Linked DNA regions of Mus musculus: region 2 is linked to region 1. The links are chromatin contacts, called in public Hi-C maps. All regions are on one chromosome and are shown on one strand. The core of a region is the stretch at or near the end of the contact, and the rest is flanking DNA. Distances in the headings are between cores, read along the strand shown.

Evidence for each region. Hi-C and Micro-C count contacts between places; a contact is called where the count stands out from the background.
Region 2: a contact with region 1 is called in a Hi-C map of uterus, with 5 times the contacts expected there. The contact joins two enhancer-like sites. A contact is called at or near these places in 5 of 484 Hi-C or Micro-C datasets (the AML12 cell line, the Patski cell line, nephron progenitors and 2 more) and 1 of 115 datasets of contacts at active chromatin or transcription factors (kidney).

Annotation. Positions count from the first base shown.
Region 1 is chr16:86,641,774-86,647,100 of GRCm38.p6, reverse strand. No RefSeq gene overlaps it. Among named protein-coding and RNA genes, the nearest start is that of Gm32461, 160 kb to the left of the region's middle. Within about 2 kb of position 2,085, at least 52 of the 459 cell types and tissues checked have an H3K27ac peak or open chromatin away from gene starts, as enhancers often do. A contact at or near this core is called in uterus, where this site is marked.
Region 2 is chr16:86,795,858-86,800,690 of GRCm38.p6, reverse strand. Gm32461 (predicted gene, 32461) reads left to right here. Exons shown (of 6, transcript NR_153789.1): 4 at 1,557-1,683. Among named protein-coding and RNA genes, the nearest start is that of Gm32461, 8.2 kb to the left of the region's middle. Within about 2 kb of position 3,365, at least 6 of the 459 cell types and tissues checked have an H3K27ac peak or open chromatin away from gene starts, as enhancers often do. A contact at or near this core is called in uterus, where this site is marked.

The sequences.
Region 1 (5,327 bases), core at 836-3,335:
AAGGCTAGGAGAGAGTCTATTTAAGTGGCAACCTCAAATGCCTTTACTATTTGTCTCTTTAGGGTGGAGAATCTTGGGTTAGGAACAAAGCCTGTTAGGCAGGGAGCTTAATAATCATCAACTTTCTCAAACCAAAGGACAAAACCACCACTGTAGTATTCTGATCTGTCAGCAGTCTCTCTTCTAGTTCATTCATCACGAGGTCCCTAGATTTAACAAGAACCCACTTCAAAGACCATGCATGGGAAACTCACCTCTTCAACAAAAGTCTTCTTTGAGCCTCTGCAGAGGGATTGCTTCTTTTACTCTTTATCCCAGAGGTGAATTTCATGTTTGCTGATACCATAATCTCTAGCAATAGACTTTGAAGTACTAAATAATTATTGTATATATGTTTCCCATTGCAAAGTTAACATGTTTCTAGTACTATCATAGTGTTGGTTTTTGTTTATAGTGAAAAAAACCCTGAATTTGAGAAACATAATGCATAATTTTGCTTATGTCACAGTAAAAAAGAATATTTAGGAATAACAGAACATTAAAAGATGGTGTTTAGGCATAGTGAGATGGTTCTTGCTGCCAAGACTGATAACTTGACTTTGATGCCAGGGGCTCACAGGGTGGGAAGAAGAGAGACCCAACTCAACAAGCTGTCCTCTGACCTCTTCGTGTGTGTTAAGGCATGTGCTCCACATACAATCACAAAGAAAATAAGGATAATAAATCACATGAACTTCCAAGCTCAGTTAGGGGACTGGAGAGATGGCTCAGAACTTATGAGCACTTAAACGCCTGCAGAGGACCCAGTTGGATTTGGTACCTAGCACCTATGCCAACTCTGACTCTAGAGGATCCAAGGTTCCCCTCTCCCCTCAAAGACTCCTGCAAACAGATAGTGTGTATATACATATATATATATATATATATATATATATATATATATATATATATATATATATATTCACTAGGTCACACATATTACATAAACAATGTTTTCAAAACTCTAGATAAAAACTCTGATGGAAAAATTCTAAAAAGTAGTGTTTATGATAATTTCCAGACTTCACAGAAAACACCTATGAGTGCTTTTCAGATTCTCTGCGGCATGTTGTGACGTATTTTCTCTGCTCTGGTTGTCACGTATTTTCTCTGTTGGCCTGCATCCATTTGTGAATACCCAGGGACAGTTTTTGATCTGAATACTTCTTTCTCTATTTCTAATTAGAATGACTCTTAATTTTACACATGCTAGGGTGGTTTTCATCACATGAAACTGAGGTAAATGACATTCTGTTTTATGGACGAAGGAACTAGAAGATGGTGTGATGGGCAGCCTCAGATCCCTCTGTAGGAACACAGGTTCAAGGGCAACAGCTTGTTTCCAGTCACTCATTCTCTGGGACCTTGTCTTTGACTGTTGGACTTCAGGTCCTTGCCTGCTTCTCCCAGCTCTGGTGTGCCAATCACTTGGACACAAGCATGTCATGTGCCACTTTGTATTGTCAGTCATGTAAGCTGACTCAAAGTTACTGGAAGCTCTTTCCAAATCTTATATCAGAGGATGAAAAACAAAGGGCATGCTTATGACTCAAAATCTAGAAATTGCTTGTTTATAACATTTTAGAAAGATCAAAACAGATGTACATAACACTTTTTTAAAAATCTAAAACAATAAAGCCAGTGATGTTATTGTGTGCATGCAGGTTATATAAAGCTTCTTTGTAGCCACAGAGGGTTTGTTGTGGCACAGAGTCGAAGAAACAGAACCAAAAGGATTTGTTCATTTTTGCATGTGATAATGATTACCAGAGTCACAGCCATCAGAAGTGAGTACTAACTACAGGCAAATAAAGTTTCACAAGCCCCAGTGAGCAGCGATTGCTTAACACAAAGACAGATTGCTGTGCTCTGACACATGGAGTGAGAAATATAAATGATCAAGAGTTCCCTCTTTCCAGACTTCAGAAGTGAGAGAGCTGTGTGTCACTCTTCCTTTTATGTTGAGACTGAGGACTCTCAACTAACATGGACTTTCTGGCACAAGATCATTTCCGTAAATATTCCAACTCCAACCACTAGATGTCATGCAGAGATCATAAAGTAAACCATCTTGGCTGCTTATTACATTAATCATGACCAGTTCTGTAACTTCAACATTTAAGGTAGTCTGGGGAAATGTCTGGTTGCTATTAAAGGTGCAGAACAGTAATGCTTTGTCTCATGTTATATTTGATGTTTGCAAACACTTTTGGCAAATATAAAAGACTCATCTTCAAGGTTACAAAAAGCTATTTCAAAAACATGAAAAATGCAGATTCTGGAGTTAAAACAATCTGAAAGTTTTCCAAATATAGAAATGTAGTATTATATGGTAAGAAACGGAATTCAAACAACTAGAATGAAGGTGTCCTAGAATTATTTTTAAAGATTTGGACCCAGGAAGCATTTGGATGAAAAATTGTGTTGGCCATGTGCTAAATGAGTAAATCTGGTATAACACTTAAGTTCTCTGAGTTAACTGTGAACAACTAAAATGGAGTGATTGTGAAAATTCAGTGAAGCACTGGACATAGGTCATTTGGAAGAGTTCTTGACATATTGTAGGTGTTCAGCCAATCATATTAATTGCTTCAATTATGCTTCCATCATGATGAAACTGCTGTATGACATAGTTATGGAAGTAGATTAGAAAACAGAATTTAGCAATGGAATGTGAACTTATAAACAAAATGAAATGTAAGGTTAGTCCTAAAAGATTGCTAGTTCTTCAGGAAGAAAGAAAATGAGACTCTAGACAAGGAGGATCTTTGAACATAACTTCAAAGGATAAAAAGGAAGTTTGACTCACTTGTTATGTGTTAGGAAGTGTTTGTTAAGCTGTGCTGCATACCAGATTCATCTAACCATATAGGGTATATTGCTTTTTAATATTACGTTGTAATTAGCTTACCAAGGGTCAGGTTTTCTTGTGGCTTTTTCTTGAGTCCAAAGTTTTGAAGCCATAGTTTACTATTGAAACTATAAGTTTATAAGTTTTGCATGGGGAAGCCCCAGAGAACCTCAGGACAATACCAGCAATGGCTACTGTTGTGGCTGATCACTGGAAACACATACTAACACCCTCTTGTTCTAGACATCACGTGCATTTGTCATAGGATATAGAGAACACAGGCTGGATCTGAGCTGGAAATTTCTTCCTCTTTGGCTAGCCCATCATAGTACCAAAGGATGCTATAAAGGCAGCTGGGGAAATTTCTATCTAAGCTAAAGAGCTTATAGTCTATAGTAGAAAAAACAAAACAAAACAAAACAAAACTGCTGTTGTTTTTGTGCTAAGTGGACATGATTTTCCCCTCCAAATATCATTCTAAATAATTATGTTTATTCCCAGAGATTAGTGCTGCCATCATCTTTGGATAAGGTGATGTATTTTCAGTGGGTAATGATTAGCAGCAAAGACCCATAACTGGCCAGAGTGCTGAAAATAAATGATGGTTAAAGGATTATTCATAACTGGGATGTCTATACCCACTCAGAGGCCCAATGAACATTGTGTAAGAGAGAAAGACTATACAGTAAAGACTATAAGAAGATGGATTTTATGCCATACTGGGTTTTATGCACAACAACTTTGTATTAACAAAACAATTTTGTGTGATCAAAATGTATTGCATACATTTGTGGAATTTACAATAAAATTGTAAACAAATAATATATTTTAATAAAATACAAGGAGAGAAGGCATGACTCTACTAACATTATGGTAGCGGATATAGTATTAAAACAACTATTAATGACCTATCATTATAATAGTAGATTAAGGCATTATTGAATCAACAATGGAGAAACTCCTAATTCTAGTAGAAGAAAATCAAGACAGAGACCCACAATGGTCAAAGTACAGAAGAAAAGAGAATTCAGAATGTCCATCTGTAAAGAGAACATATATCCATTACCTCTTCCAAAGGCTCAAGGCAACAGAGGATCTATTGGTAATTCTTAGTTGCTGGGAAAGGTTAGGCCAGTTTTCTCTATAAGTATAACCCACTGACAAATTGACCACTCTCCAATGGAAGACCGAACATCCAAGAATTTTCGGGTATCAAGTTGGCCTTGATGGTAAACAAGGAGGTGCCAAATAAGGTGGAAAGGGAGGGGGAATCATTTGGGGGAAAATAGTTATGATCACAACACATTGAATGAAGGAAGCTCTCGAAGTTTAACCAATGTGAAGTAAGGTCCCTGGTGGATTCCAAGCTCATCGATTGAAGGGGTGTTTTGCTGTATGGATGATATAAGTTCATAGAGTTCATTCTAAGAAAATTGGCATTTTTTTCTCCATGCAATAGTGATCTGGAAGGGCTACATCTTTAGAAACGTCATGTAGTTAGATACATATTTTTATCAAAGTTCCTTTGCTTTTCTTGTTCAGGTTGTATTTGAAAAGTTGATCATTCTTGAGGAGCTACTTAATTGATCACAATAATATGCTAGGGTATTGGGAAGAGGAATTGATCACAATAGCATGCTAGGGTATGGGAAGAGGAATCAGAAGTTGGCTTTGACACTGTGCTTTCTAGAAATATCAGAAGTTATACCTATGAAGACCAATATGTCTGTCTGAACATGAACTGATATATATGCTAGCAACACTAATAAGCATGCTAACATAAGGAGAGGGAAGCTCATAAGGCTTCACTCTACAAAAATAGACAACTAAACACGCTAAGTGAAGAAACACACACATACATACACACACACACATGCACTGCTCATAATTTTCTGGATAATGAAATCATAATTTCCCATCTTTATACAACCTTTGCTTACATCAAAAAAGGTTTTCTAAAGTCAAGTTACAAAGGGAAAGGTATTTTTTTCCAAACACAGCACTACTATACTTAAGTAATTGATTTTGGAATAATCAAGTTTGGTTCTACTTTTCTGAATATTGAATTTTTATGATTTAATAATTTTAAAACACCAATATAAGAAGTAACCTTGAGATTACAGTCTAGAAAACAAGTTGAACACATCAAGACTATTTAATAATTCATGAAGACATGGCATACTGCAGGTTGGCAGGTAGAAAGAAGCTTACTGTGTAGCATACAGGTTGGCACAAGGACTTGTTTGAAGTATGGAGTCTGGTAGAACACTAATATTTCCTCAGTTCAGGAGGGTGTTGAGCCCTCATTTGAAAGACACCTTACAAGTCCTAAACATATCTAATGTTTTTTATAACTTATTAAATTTACTACATTATTTTATAAACTTGTTTATAATTACCACATTGGTCATACATTTCATAGAATTATTTTTTATCA
Region 2 (4,833 bases), core at 2,116-4,615, 150 kb before region 1:
AGAACAAAAAGTTCAAATACGTACATGACATAGTCCTAGTTTTTGGTGTTGGCAAGTTTGCAGAAATGTTTTCAGCAACTGTTGTATTATTCTGTTTTTATTTTTTCTAATGCAGCTGGTAACAAAAGTATGGTTACTTTTTCTCCATTTTAATATTGTAAGCATAAAAAGGCGTTTTGTGCAGAGACACTGCAGTAGTAGCATGCAAAAAATATAAATATCATTCTGGTCTGAGAGCTGTGAATCAATTTTTTTATTTGTTTACACCTTCATATCTGAAGTCAGAACTAAAGAAAGAACTGATGTAAGAGCTAAAAATACATTTTAGCACCCATCACTTGTGCCAGTGTGTTCATGCATCCATAAGCATGCTCACACGCAACAGCATGCCCTATGGATTGTTAATCAGTTTTACCTTTCAAGTGTGAGTAAAAGAGAGAGGAAACTAGCAACTAGAACATAACATGCATTAGGAGCAGTTCTCAAAGAACAGAGTGCTGTTATACATCAAATTTTCTTTTTATTCGGACATATTAAGTAACATCTTACCTTCCCAGTCTTTCCTTAGTACACATTTACTGCACTGCCTAGAGAATTTTGAAAATTCAGAAGACATTTGATCCTCTTAATAATAATTAATAATTATTAGTAATTCAATAATAATTACTTTTCAGGCTTGGTTATGTAAGAGCTGAACTGTCCTAGAATCTTTATAGAATAAATTATTATATTTATCTTGTAAAAGATTAGAAAATCTAGGAACAAGCACTTCTGAAGAAAATATCTTATTGTAATAATTTCTCAGGAAAATGTTTTATATAATCAATTAAAGTATCGTTGCATAACACACAACCATTGAAATTTAGAATAGCAGAGTATTAACTTCTTTTATGTACAATTTTATTTAATAATATCCTTTTATTCTTACAGTACTTAACATTATAAAACCCCAAATTTATATTAGGTGAATATTTTGAGTACAATGATGGATTGTATTATTTTTCTATGTAAAATTCTAATAATCAGATCTTCTTTAACAATTATAATTCGTATGAAGTATATAAGTTAAGAAAACCATATACAACTTAGCTGACACAGGTTGACTTGAAGAAATACCTTTGATAGAAATATATATACATATATATATGTATGTATATATACACATATATGTAAATTAATACATTTCTACTTAAAATTCTTTTGACATTAGGGACATTAAGTAATGCCAAATTAAAACTTTAATATATTTCAATATCTCCAATAGTGCTGTGATATAATAGGCACATGTAGCATCAAAGCCTTTAATAGAGTTTGAGTAACAGGGCAGCAGTGATTGATAAACAACAGACAATGAAGAATGGCTTTCCAATACTTCTACTGGGGTTGTTTAAGTGGCTTAATCTGAGATCTATTCATTTGTTGCCACTGTAGAGCTTATTGATTCAGTCTTGTAGGTAGACACAACAGAGTTTCGGAAGAGATGAGGTTTGAGGGAAGGAATGGAAGAATGCATGAAGGATGATGCCTTTCCTCCTCTCCACCTGTCTCATTTGCAGCAGTTTCCTTTGCTGTGATAAAACACCATCCCAAAAGCAACTAGGAGAGAAGGGTGTGTGTCATCTTACAGCTTGTAAACCATCATCCAGGAAAGGCAGGGAAGGAACTCAAGGCAGGTACCTAGAGGTAAGAGCTGAAGAATTGGTGATCATTTTTACTTATATCCTCCTGTTTCAATTTTTGTATGTCATATGTTTCTAAGACTTTTCCTATTTTTTCTAGATTTTCCAGGATTTGAAGGTCTGGGGTTGTTTCATACATTCTCAAACAACCCTCCTGATTTCATTGGAATCTCTCGTAAAAGTTCCTTTTCATTTAGATTTTTATTAAGCTGCGTCATTTCTCATCTTGGGTGTTATCTTAGTGTTACTTACTGTTATTGTGATAGAATACCATGATGATGAGTTTATTTTGATTAGGATTCCAGAGGCTTAGAGTCTCTAATGGAGCAGAAACCATGAAAATTGTTGGTAGGCATGGTTCTTAAAGATGATCTCCAAGGACATACTTCCTACAGCAGTGCTACATCACCTAAAGCTCTCTAAACAGTGCCATCTGCTGTGGATGAACTGTTCAAATTCCTGAGACCATGGGGACCTTTCTCATTCAAACCACATTTTATGAACCCGGACCTCATAGTTTTCAGGCCATATGATGATTAAGAAAGTCCAAATGCTAAAGTCTTCATAGCCTTTCATATTTAAAAATCTGAAGTCCAACGTCTCTTGTGAGACTCAAGGAACTCTCTTAATTAAAAGATTCTTTAAAATGCAAAAGCAAATTACATTCTTCCAACATATAATGGCACAAAACACACACACACACACACACACACACGCACATTGTGTGCGTGTATGGTAGTATATACTATTATATATTCTCTCTCTCTCTCTCTCTCTCTCTCTCTCTCTCTCTCTCTCCACTATTCCTAAAGGAAGGAATACAGCTTTTGGTTTCAGAATCCAGAACAAGGGGCAGAGGTGCATACTTTACATACCAAAACAGACCTGACCTCCATGTTCTCCCAGCATCCTGCAGTCCCTTCTTGGCATACTCTGCCCCCAATCCTGAACTTCCCAGTCCAGAGGCAGGGGTGTCCTTCCCACAGAGGCTCTGCCCTATATCATCCAGACATTTTGACACCCTGCTGTTTCTCTTCTTTCTCTCTCTCTCTCTCTCTCTCTCTCTTTCTCTCTCTCCTCTGCCTAAGTGTGCTGAGTGCATACACTTTCTTTCTCCTCTCAACCCATGGTGACATCCCTGGCCTTATCCTTGGGGCCATTGAACTCACCTACCTGAGAGCCACTCCTCCAAACAACTGCATTTAATATATTCTAACCTGGCTTGAATTGGCTCATTTCACCATCAGAGCATAATGAGAAAATACGGAACCAAATCAAGCTTAAAACCCAGCAGTGAAGACACCAAATCTTGTCAAAGAGCATAGATGGCCTTTACTTTACAGCTTTGTTGTCTGTAACACTGTAACATGTGTCTCTTGGGCTGGTACCATTCCCTGTACCCTGTTCTCCTTGGCTTCTATCCCATGGTTCTGCCATTTTCTATATCTTGGCACCTTTACTGCACCCTAGGCTTCACATTCACAGCTTCATAAATGGTGTTTGTGGTTCTCTAAAGCAACAGAGGAGGATTTAAAAACCCGTTTCCTCAGATCTTTCATGTCTATTAAACTATCATAATTTAAATAGGACTGCCAAATTTGGCTGTCAGCTAGGGGTACACCCTAACCCCCTTGAATCACATTAGCACCAGCTTTCTTGCAGCGTTCCCTGCAAGTGACACAGCCAGCAGAGAAAATGATCCTGGTGAGGTTAAGAAATGAAGCTCTGGTCAGTATGACTTCAGCCCACGCTAGGTCAAAAACTTCTGGAGTCTGACCAACTGGTTTATTTTTCTTAACATTTGAACACAGTTTAAAACTTTAGAGAAAAGTTTCCACTTGAAAATTATCATAGCAAACTTTATGTATGACTACAGTGAATCTCCTTTGCAATCTACACCTTTTTAGCAAAACAATTGTGACATTTACCATAAGAGTTGAGTTTTTATTAACAGAGAGAACAATGTTCAGGGAAGGGCCTAATGAAAAAGAATTTCTAGTAAGCAGAAAGATGGGTTCTATTGACCGAGAATGCCAAATTTATGGCACCTCTTTTTATAATAATGGGTTCCATTGCCCAACAAAGCTCAGGATCAGGGCCTAAACAATGTTCAGGATTTGGGAGGGATTCAGGTGAAGGCTGGCTCCATAAAAGAGCAAAAGATCACCAGGTTGTTAGACAACATCCACTCCAGCCTTCTGGGTATAAAGGTCTCATTTCCTTCCCTAGAAGGAAAAAGTCTCTGTGTTTAATTATTCTGCTTTCTGTAAGCTATGCTCTACACACTTTATCACATAGTTACTCTCTTAAGAGCAGAAAATATCTTTGGCTCTTTTATAAGATAGAAGTTTAGCTGGGTGAGTCTTTGCCTGAGGGTACCTTTCTTTATATTACAGTGAAGCAGAGGAAGGCTCTCCTAATGGAACTAATCTCTATATCTCTTTCAGCAAGTTTTGACTGCAGCATTATGGTTTTTTAATTCATTTTTTAATGTACATTTTTGTATTTATTTCTATTCCACTTGCCATTTTTCAATGTAAGCCTGCACAGGAGTTTTTAATAATAGCCATCACACAGACTCAGTATAATGTTGCTTTAAAAGTTAATATCAAGGGAGTAGAACACAACATCTGTTCCAGTTATCTGTTATCTGAGTAATTGGGACCAGCAGGATCCAGGGATGCAGGAACGACTTCCGACCAGTGGCTCAAGTTCCTTCTGGTTGTGCCAGTCTACCTTGGGCACTAACTTGGTAGAGGCCAGTCCCATAGCCCTAGAGGAGGCTCCATTACCAGGTGCCCTATCATGACCAGGACCTTAGGATACCAGCATCCCAGGATCCCAGGAGCTTGGTCACACCAGGATCTCAGGGTCTCAGAGGCAGCTTGACTCCCAGGAACTCTGATACACCCAGAATCTCAGGATCACAGTCACAGCTAGACTCTGAGGAGTTCTGACTCAACCAGAATTACAGGAAGGAAAGGCTTCAGTCAGATATAACAAGGGCAGGGAGCACTAGAGATAGTCAGATGGCAGGAAGCAAGCATAATAACAGAAGCAACAGAAACCAAGGTTACTTGGCATCATCAGAATCCAATTCTCCCACCATAGCAAGTCCTGGATCCACTATCACACTAGAACAGCAAGATTCGGT